Regions from separate parts of the Canis lupus genome. Here region 1 is linked to region 2. The links are chromatin contacts, called in public Hi-C maps. All regions are on one chromosome and are shown on one strand. Each heading gives the region's core, a stretch centred on a gene start, on an enhancer-like site or on the middle of the called end of the contact. The rest is flanking DNA. Distances are from core to core; before and after follow the strand shown.

The links. A called contact is a pair of places that touch in the nucleus more often than the background predicts.
Region 1: a contact with region 2 is called in a Hi-C map of blood, with 2.4 times the contacts expected there. The contact joins two enhancer-like sites. A contact is called at or near these places in 2 of 9 Hi-C or Micro-C datasets (amygdala and blood).

Annotation. Positions count from the first base shown.
Region 1 is chrX:41,710,635-41,715,052 of UU_Cfam_GSD_1.0, forward strand. No RefSeq gene overlaps it. Among named protein-coding and RNA genes, the nearest start is that of ZNF81, 75 kb to the left of the region's middle. Within about 2 kb of position 2,172, at least 16 of the 20 cell types and tissues checked have an H3K27ac peak or open chromatin away from gene starts, as enhancers often do. A contact at or near this core is called in blood, where this site is marked.
Region 2 is chrX:41,557,599-41,562,230 of UU_Cfam_GSD_1.0, forward strand. No RefSeq gene overlaps it. Among named protein-coding and RNA genes, the nearest start is that of UXT, 77 kb to the left of the region's middle. Within about 2 kb of position 2,968, at least 15 of the 20 cell types and tissues checked have an H3K27ac peak or open chromatin away from gene starts, as enhancers often do. A contact at or near this core is called in blood, where this site is marked.

The sequences.
Region 1 (4,418 bases), core at 922-3,421, 150 kb after region 2:
TTTTTTTAAGATTTTATTTATTTATTCATAGAGACACAGAGAGAGAATGAGGAGCAGAGACACAGGCAGAGGGAGAAGCAGGCTCCATGCAGGCTCCATGCAGAGAGCCGGACGTGGGACTCGATCCAAGGTCTCCAAGATCACACCCTGGGCTGCAGGCGGCGCTAAACCGCTGTGCCACCGGGGATGCCCTGGAAGAAAAAATTTTGTTAAAATGTCTATACTACACAAAGCAATCTACAGATTTAATGTAATTTCTATCAAAATAACCAACAGCATTTTTCACAGAACTATAACAAATAATACTAAAATTTGTAGGATATTTACATTTAATGTAATTGTTAGGATTTACGTCCTATAGCTTATTACTTTTCTGATTGTTTCCTCTATTTTTGTTTTTTTCTGACTCCTTTTTAAATTATTTGAATATTTCCAGCATTCCAATTTGCCTAGTAAATTTTTGACTATATCCCTTTTAATGTATATTTTAACGGTATTGCTATGAATTTAAATATATATTAGCTTTTCACAGACTGATTGGAATTCATATTTTAAAACTTCATGCGGGGGATCCCTGGGTGGCGCAGCGGTTTAGCGCCTGCCTTTGGCCCAGGGCGCGATCCTGGAGACCCGGGATCGAATCCCACGTCGGGCTCTTGGTGCGTTGAGCCTGCTTCTCCCTCTGCCTATGTCTGTCTGTCTCTCTCTCTCTGTGACTATCATAAATAAATAAAAATTAAAAAAAAAACTTCATGCGGAATGTAGAAAGCCCCCTTTATGTTACTATTGCTGTTTTATATCTATGTGTCATTTATCAATTTATTGCCTCTTTGCTGTGAGCACTCTTCAATATATACTTTATGATAAACAACCAACTTCCTATAAGCATTTCTTCTTTTTTTTAAGATTTTATTTACTTATTCATGAGAGAGACACAGAGAGGCAGAGACCCAGGCAGAGGGAGAAGCAGGCCCCATGCAGGGACCCCGACATGGGACTCGATCCCGGGTCTCCAGGATCAGGCCCTGGGCTGAAGGCGGCGCTAAACCGCTGAGCCACCCGGGCTGCCCAAACATTTCTTCTTTGAAGTGAGCATAAGGTTAAGATTTCTCAGTAGAGGTCACTCACTGAAAGGACATGACAGGAGGAAGATGCTTCCTACAGTTTCTGGTGTAGGGGAAAGGAGTCTTCCCTGTGGATTTTAAGGACATCCATCCTGCCTGAGTCACAGGCCCAGAGCACTATCTCACTGTGACTTGGCAGCCTCAGCCTGGCAAAAGCCAGACCACAGCCCTTTGGATACAGATCTGGTACTCTGAAAACCCCCACCCTGGACCCTGTAAAACCCACGTGTGGCACAAGGGACCACAAAGAGTAGCTCATGTGTATGCCAGTTCCCCTTCTGCACATAACACATGTGCTCTGAAGGCCTTTTGCCCCCGTTGACACCTGTTGTGATGTGGGCCAGAAGTGGCAGTCAAGGAAGAATCCTTAAGACATTTTCGGTGCAAAAAGGTGGGGTTTTTAAATTTAAAAAAATTTTTATTTACTTACTTGAGAGACACAGTGAGAGAGAGAGAGACCATGAGTGGGGTGAGGGGCAGAGGGATAAACAGACTCCCACTGACCCCAGACCCACCAGGCTATTTTCACCTATTACTGGGGACTTTCAACTGCTAAGATGCCCCTGCCATTACATACATAAGGGTGCATCCAGGTCCCCATCCCTCACATAGCCGTTTCACCCCTGCCTGGGATTAACCTGTGCCTCCCGCCTCACCATCGTTTGCAATCCCCTGATGCCTGTCCCGCTGCCGAGTACGCTCCCCATAGGTTTCCCACTAGACCTGTCCCACTCGGACAGTAATCTAGAGTCCTCCGCCCGGCCGTCCGATTCTATACAGCACAGCCCTTCTCCTCTCCCCATTGCTCAGTTTGGTTCCACTGAGGTTCACGCCATCCGTGGGGAGGTGGTAAAGACAGTGCTCGCGGGGACTGCAGCAGCGGGAGTCCCAGGTGCGAGTCTATTCCAGGAACTAGAAAGGCTACAACCTGGGCGGCCTTTCCACGCAGAGGGCGAGGCAAGCTCCGTGATCAAAAGTTGGGCGAAACCGGTGTGGTGTTCTACATGAAGGGCGGGGTGAGCGGGACGTTTTGCGTGAAGGGCGGAATGTGTGGCGTGATCTACGTTGTGGGCCAGGCTATGGACAGGTCTACGTGGTGGGTGGGGTTTGAGGGCGTTCTACGTGTGGGCGGAGCGAGCGGGACGTTCTACGTGAAGGGCGGGACGGTCAGTGTGCTGGGAGGAGCATGTGAGGACGTTCTAAGGGTGGGCGGGCGTGTGGAGCGCTCTACGTGATGGGCGGGACAGGGATATACGTAGGGGGCGGGGTGTGGGGGCGTTCTACGGGCAGGCGGAGCGAGCAGGACGTTCTACGTGTTGGGCGGGGCCAGAGGGTGCGCTCTAACGGTGGGAGGGACTGTGACGTCATTCTACGCGTGGGCAGAACGAGTGGCGTGCTCTACGTGGGGGGCGGGACAAGTGGGTGGTTCTACGTAGGGGGTGGGATGTGAGGGGTGTCCTACGGGCAGGCGGAGCGAGCGGGACGCTCTACGTGTTGGGCGGGGCACGGGGGCGGTCTAACGTAGTGGGCGGGGTTAGACGTCTTGCTACGTGTGTGCGGAGGGAGTGGCGCGCTCTTACGTGTGGGCGGGACATGTGGGTTCTACGTGAAGGGCGTTCTACGTGGGGCAGGGTAAGCGCAGAGGTCTAACGTGGTGGGCGGGATATGTGGGCGGCTCTACGTAGAAGGCGGGGCGTGTGGGGCGGTCTAATGTAAGGGCAGGGCAGGTGAGGGCGTTCTATGTGTGGGCGGGGCGAGTGCCGCGCTCTACGTGGTGGGCAGGACCTGTGGGTCTTTCCACGTGAGGGTGGGGTTTGGGACGTTCTACGTGAGGGCGTGGCGAGTGGGGCGGTCTAACGTGGCGGGCGGTGCACGGGCGCACTCTTGCGTGATGGGCGGGGCACGTGGGGCGTTCTCTATGGGGCGGGGTGTGCAGGACGTGGGGGGCGGGGCGTCAAGTAAGGGGTGGGGAGTCCAGGGGCATTCTAACGAAAGCGGGGCGTCCCTAGGCGCCCCACACGCCCTGCCCACTAGGGTTTCTCGCAGCCCACTGGATGGGGCTTCCAGAGCAAGGGCTTCCTTGCGCTTCCTTGTGGGCGTTGTCTTTCGGGGCGAGAGCTGCGCCCACTAGCGGGGTGGCTGCGGCGTTACCTAACATTTAGGAGCTGGAGCTGTGGCCCGACCGAGTCTCTGAAGATTGTGGTTTCTGTAAACTTGGCCACTGTGTTTTTGTTTTCTTTTCCTATCCGCGTGCCTCAGTTTCTTCAATTACAACTTTGAAATGAAGATGGTAGTAATAGCTAACTCGTGACTGGTGCGGAGCGTCCTGAGCTAGGCTGTGAGCGTACCCTGGGTGGCGCAGCGGTTTGGCGCCTGCCTTTGGCCCAGGGCGCGATCCTGGAGACCCAGGATCGAATCCCACGTCGGGCTCCCTGCATGGAGCCTGCTTCTCCCTCTGCCTGTGTCTCTGCCTCTCTCTCTCTGTGTGTGTGACTATCATAAATAAATAAAATCTTAAAAAAAAATAAAACGGAATGATGTGTTTTCTAGGGCAAGAAAGGGGCATCCTGATTGGGGGAGATAGGCAGGTGCTAACAGAAATAATAGCTACAGTTAACATTCAGCCCTTAGGTGCTAACACTGTGCTAAGTGCTTTTTTTAAAAAGATCTTATTTATTTATTCATGAAAGACAGAGAGAGACAGAGACACAGGCAAGCTCCATGCAGGGAGCCTGACGTGGGATTCAACCCCGGGTCTCTAGGATCACACCCTGGGCTGAAGGCGGCGCTAAACCGCTGAGCCACCCGCGCTGCCCTGTGTTAAGTGCTTTGCTTTCTTCAGCTTTTATTTTATCTACTAAGAAGCTACCAAGTGAGGACTATCATTATCCCCATTTTATCAGTCCAAGGAGAGCAAAGCATGACACGTTCTTCCAGGTGCTGGGCCTCTCTGCTGAGCTCTCACCCCTCCTACATCTCAGTCTCTTGTTTGTGAGTCCTCTGCACTCCAGGCACTCTTGGGATTGGCGGAGTGCTCTCCCATCACATTTAATTGGAAAATTCACATAGTGTTCTCACACTTTAAAAATCTCTAGGTATTTTAATTATACTTCCTTTCTCATGCGTAATTCTGTTTTCATCTTAATTTTATCTTAATTGAATTTGACTGGCCTCAGGGCACCTGGGTGGTTCAGTGGTGAGCGTCTGCCTTGGGCTCAGGTCGTGATCCTGGGGTCTTGGGATCGAGTCCCGCTTCAGGCTCCCCACGGGGAGCCTGCTTCTTCCTCTGCCTAT
Region 2 (4,632 bases), core at 1,718-4,217:
CGGAGATGAGTTGGGCAGAGCCTTTGGTAGCAGTTGCCTTTTTAAAAGTGGTCAGACAAAAAAGGTCATGTCTAAAGAGTCTGACAGTTTGCTGCAAAAATCTTCCCCCATTTAAAGGGATTTAATTAGTCTTGGACCCCTGAAAAAATCCCTTTTTAAAGGGGTTTAATTGGGCCTCTGCAGACCTTCTCTAGTTCTGCTTGTTATAAGTTCCGGGGTGTCAGCTGATACTGATCCTGGTGATATCTATCAGCTGCAGTAACTTTAACTACTTGGTTGGTCATTGCTTGACATAGGCTCCTGCTTGACAGGACAGACTCCATTTTGCTTTCTACAAGCACTTACACTGATTCACATTCCTTCAACAGGGCAAAACAATCTTGTGGGTGCACATCCTCTTCAACACTTGGTATTAACAGACTGAAATTTTTGTAAAGTGAATGGGTATAAAATGTCATCTTATCATGTCTTGATTTCTATTTCCCTGATCGTTCATGACTTTGAACTTCTCATATGCTTATTGGCTCTATCTTTCCTTCTCTGAAATGGTCTAACAGACCTATTATTTTTTAATATAACTGTAGTACTATTAGGATGATCAACAACATGGACAATGATTCTTGGAACTCTATATAGAGGTATGCCAGACATGTTACCACTGATTCAATTCCTTCTTTGTTTATTCATTCAATAAACTATCAGACCAGGGATATATATGTAGAAAGAGAATTTGGAATGATTAGAGTCCAACCCCCTAAGATAGCAAAAATTAGCTCAGACTATAAAAATCTGCCCTGCTGGGCAGCCCCGGTAGCCCGGCGGTTTGGCGCTGCCTTCAGCCCAGGGCGTGATCCTGGGGAACTAGGATCGAGTCCCACATCAGGCTCCCTGCATGGAGCCTGCTTCTCCCTCTGCCTGTGTCTCTGCCTCTCTTTCTCTCTCTCTGTGTGTCTGTCATGAATAAATAAATAAAATCTTAAAAAAAAATCTGCCCTGCCATTCAACAGGCTGGGAGAATAATCACAGATAAACTAAGATGCAAAGTTAACAGGAAACATTTCTCCCAAGGACGTCCTGCAGCTGTAATGCCATAAAGAACTCTACTATGAGTGACTATTGCTTTCTTAGTCACTGGGAAACTTCCATCTCTACAATCACAGACTATCAGAAAGCTGCCATTTGAAACGGTATCAGTATGAATGAAACATCCTGCTCCCACTGGAGACTCTAAGTCACTTAGACACGAAGAAGCAGCCAGGATTTCCAACTCTGACCAGAGATAAGGAGTATCTAGACACGACATTTTACATCCATCTTAGCTTTATTGCTTTCAGGAAAACAGGACTCCGTTCACTTTGGGGTTCACATACAGCCCTGTTTTGCTTTAAGGTTACCAAAACACTGCTTCATTTCTATCTCATCTAAACTTCACCATTCCTCAAAATCCTGTAACTCTACCTTTTCCTTTGTTTAGTAAGATACTCTATAGTTCCTCTGGTGTGTGGTCTCCCTCATTGATTGATAGATCAGTCAGACTACAAATTAGTCCCAGATGGTCTTAGGCTGAGTAGGACACCCTTACATTCCAGATTGTTAAACTGAGCCCCAGAGGGTAGGTGACTGGACTGCATCCAGCCTGTGTCAGGCCCCCTCAAAATACCTTCCTCATCCGAGGATCCAGAAAAGCCTTCAGAGGGTACAGAGCCTTTGACCTCTGTCAGGAGGATTCCCTGGAGGAGGAGATACTTGAACTTGGTTTTTTTTTAAGATTTATTTATTTATGATAGACATAGAGAGAGAGAGGCGCAGAGACACAGGAGGAGGGAGAAGCAGGCTCCATGCCGGGAGCCCGACGTGGGACTCGATCCCGGGACTTCAGGATCGTGCCCTGGGCCAAAGGCAGGCACCAAACCGCTGAGCCACCCAGGGATCCTCTGAACTTGGGTTTTGAAGGAAAAGTAGGCATTCCCAGCTAAAGGGCAACAGGACTTCCCTTTCTGCCCCGCTGACATCTCCTAGAAGGATATGAGCATCTCCAGAATTTCCCTATTAGAAGTAATGCTAAGGGGATCCCTGGGTGGCGCAGCGGTTTAGCGCCTGCCTTTGGCCCAGGGCGCGATCCTGGAGACCCGGGATCAAATCCCACATCGGGCTCCCGGTGCATGGAGCATGCTCCTCCCTCTGCCTGGGTCTCTGCCTCTCTCTCTCTCTCTCTGACTATCATAAATAAATAAAAATTAAAAAAAAAAAAAGAAGCAATGTTAGGGGCAGCAAACGGGTTGAAGGGCAGAATCAGTCTTATGTTAAAGCTACATTTTCAAAGGGCATTATCACTGTGCAGATTTTATTTTATATGGAAATAAAAATAATAGTGTCCTACAGTTTTATTGACATATTGCTTTAGATTAAGGAAAACCAAAAAGTATTATTGGTACATATTTTATCTGAGGTCGCTGGAGTGGGAGATAATGTAGACTATGGGAGCATTCAGATCCCACGCAGCCAACCCCTACAAGAACAACAGAAGAGTATCTGACACTGACTTCTCCCCCTTTTTCCCTCAGGGCTATATCCCAAGGAGACTTGCACACCCCCAATTTCTTCCCCTTCTTGGCTCGTGGTATGTTCCAGGAGAGGACTGTAAACCAGTCTGACTTCTCCCCCCCACCACCTTCTCATCCTGTGGTATCTGCCGGGAGAGAACAGCCAAGGGCACCTCTGCGCCTTGTCAGAAGCCCTTTAGCTTCTCTGAACATTATTACACAAATCCAGAGTATAGGTCCAAAGACCCCTCCTCCAGGAAGCCCGCCCCAAAGAACGTCGCCACCCACGCTCCCCGCCACGGAGACAGCTCCGCGGCTCTGCTCTGTGAGTCTAGAGGCTTCTTTACCCTTGGTACGGAACAGTTACTCCCCCAACATGGCGCACCCGACGGGGAAGCGCGACACGGGCGCGGCCATGTTCCCCTCCTGACGACGCGGCTGTAGGGCACCGAACGCCTCGAAGCACCGATTCCGTAACACCCCCATGTTGACTCTGGGCTGAGAGCGGCTTCGAATGTGGTTTTGCGCGTGTGCAGGGCCACGCCCCCTTCGTCCGTCGCCCCAAACCCTCAGAAGGGGCAGTGCTAGGGGTGGTGACCGGAAGCGGCTACGGTTCTCAGCAGTGTTTAATAGTTGTCAGGAGGATCTCAGTGCTCTGCGTCCGAGGGATGTGGAAGCGATGGGGCCCGGGGAGCGTGAGTGTTGGGGCATTCTGTGTGGTCAGTGGTGGAATCGGTTGTCTAACAGTTGGATGATTCGATCATTGTTTTGCAGGCTTTCCTCTTCTCTCGACGTTAAAGTCCTGAAGTTCACTCTAAAGACCCAGAGGTTCGGTGCATTATGTTCTAAGTGTTCCCTGAGAGTTGATTTTTCTTCTGCCCACAGGTTATTTAGAAGTGCGTTTTTAGTTTCCAAAAGTTTATCTTTTTAATAGATTTCTAGCTTTAGTTTTCTGTGGTCAGAAAAATGTCTATGAAGCTCATTTCTTGAAACAGGAGGAGACTCATGGCCTAGGCCGTGGTGAATTTTTATAAATGTTCCTTCTTTTAATAAAAAAATATATTTAGTTTAGTTGTCAACTGTGTCATACAAAATTTGTACTCTTTGGTGTCCTTGTCTCCCGTTACTGAGAGAGGAGAGAGAAATTCTCCCGTGTGTTGGTGATTGTTCCATTTCTCCTTCCTGCTGTCCATGGTGCATTTTGAGTTCAGGATTGTATATAGAGTGAGACTTAGACTGAAACTCATCTATTTGAATGTCAAGCACCATTTGTTGAAGACGATCCTTCCTTCCTTGACTTGTTTTGCACCTTTGTGAAAAATAAATTGGCCATACTTGTGTAGGGCTATTTTTAGGTTCTTTATTCTGTTCCTTTGATCTATGTGTCTATCTAGTTTTATCATGAATGGGTATTGAAATTTGTCAATACTGTATGAATTTACATGATCTTGTGATTTTTCTTCTGTAGCCTGTTAATATGGGAGAATGCACTGATTGAATTCTGAATGTTGAACCAGCCTTACATTCCTGGAATAAACCTCACTTGGTTGTGCTGTGTAATTCTTTTTATATGTTGCAGGAATTGATGAACTAATGCTTTTTTTTTGAGGATTTTCTGCAACTCGGTATATGAAAGACATTAGTCTACAGTTTTAGTTTTTTGTACTGTCTTTGTCTGGTTTTAGTGTTAGGATAATACTGGCCTCATAGAATGAGGTGGAAAATAATCTCTCCTTTTGTATTTTCTGGAAGAGATTATGTAGAATTATGTTAATTTTCCTCTAACTGTTTGATAGAATCCTCCAGTGAAACCATCTGAGCCTGGACATTCCCTTTTGGAAGCTTTTTGATTATGGCTTCAACATCTGTAGTAGTTATGTGACTTCAGGTTATCTATTTTTTTTTTTTTCAGAGTATCTACTTAATAATGAGTGACTTGTGGGAATTTGTGTTTTTTGAAGAATTGGACAATTTCATCCAAGCTTTTGAATTTATGCACATTTGTTGTGGTATTCCCTTACTTTACTTCTAATGGCTGCAGCATCTTTAGTTATACCTTGTGTTTCAGTTCTGATATTGGTAATTTGTA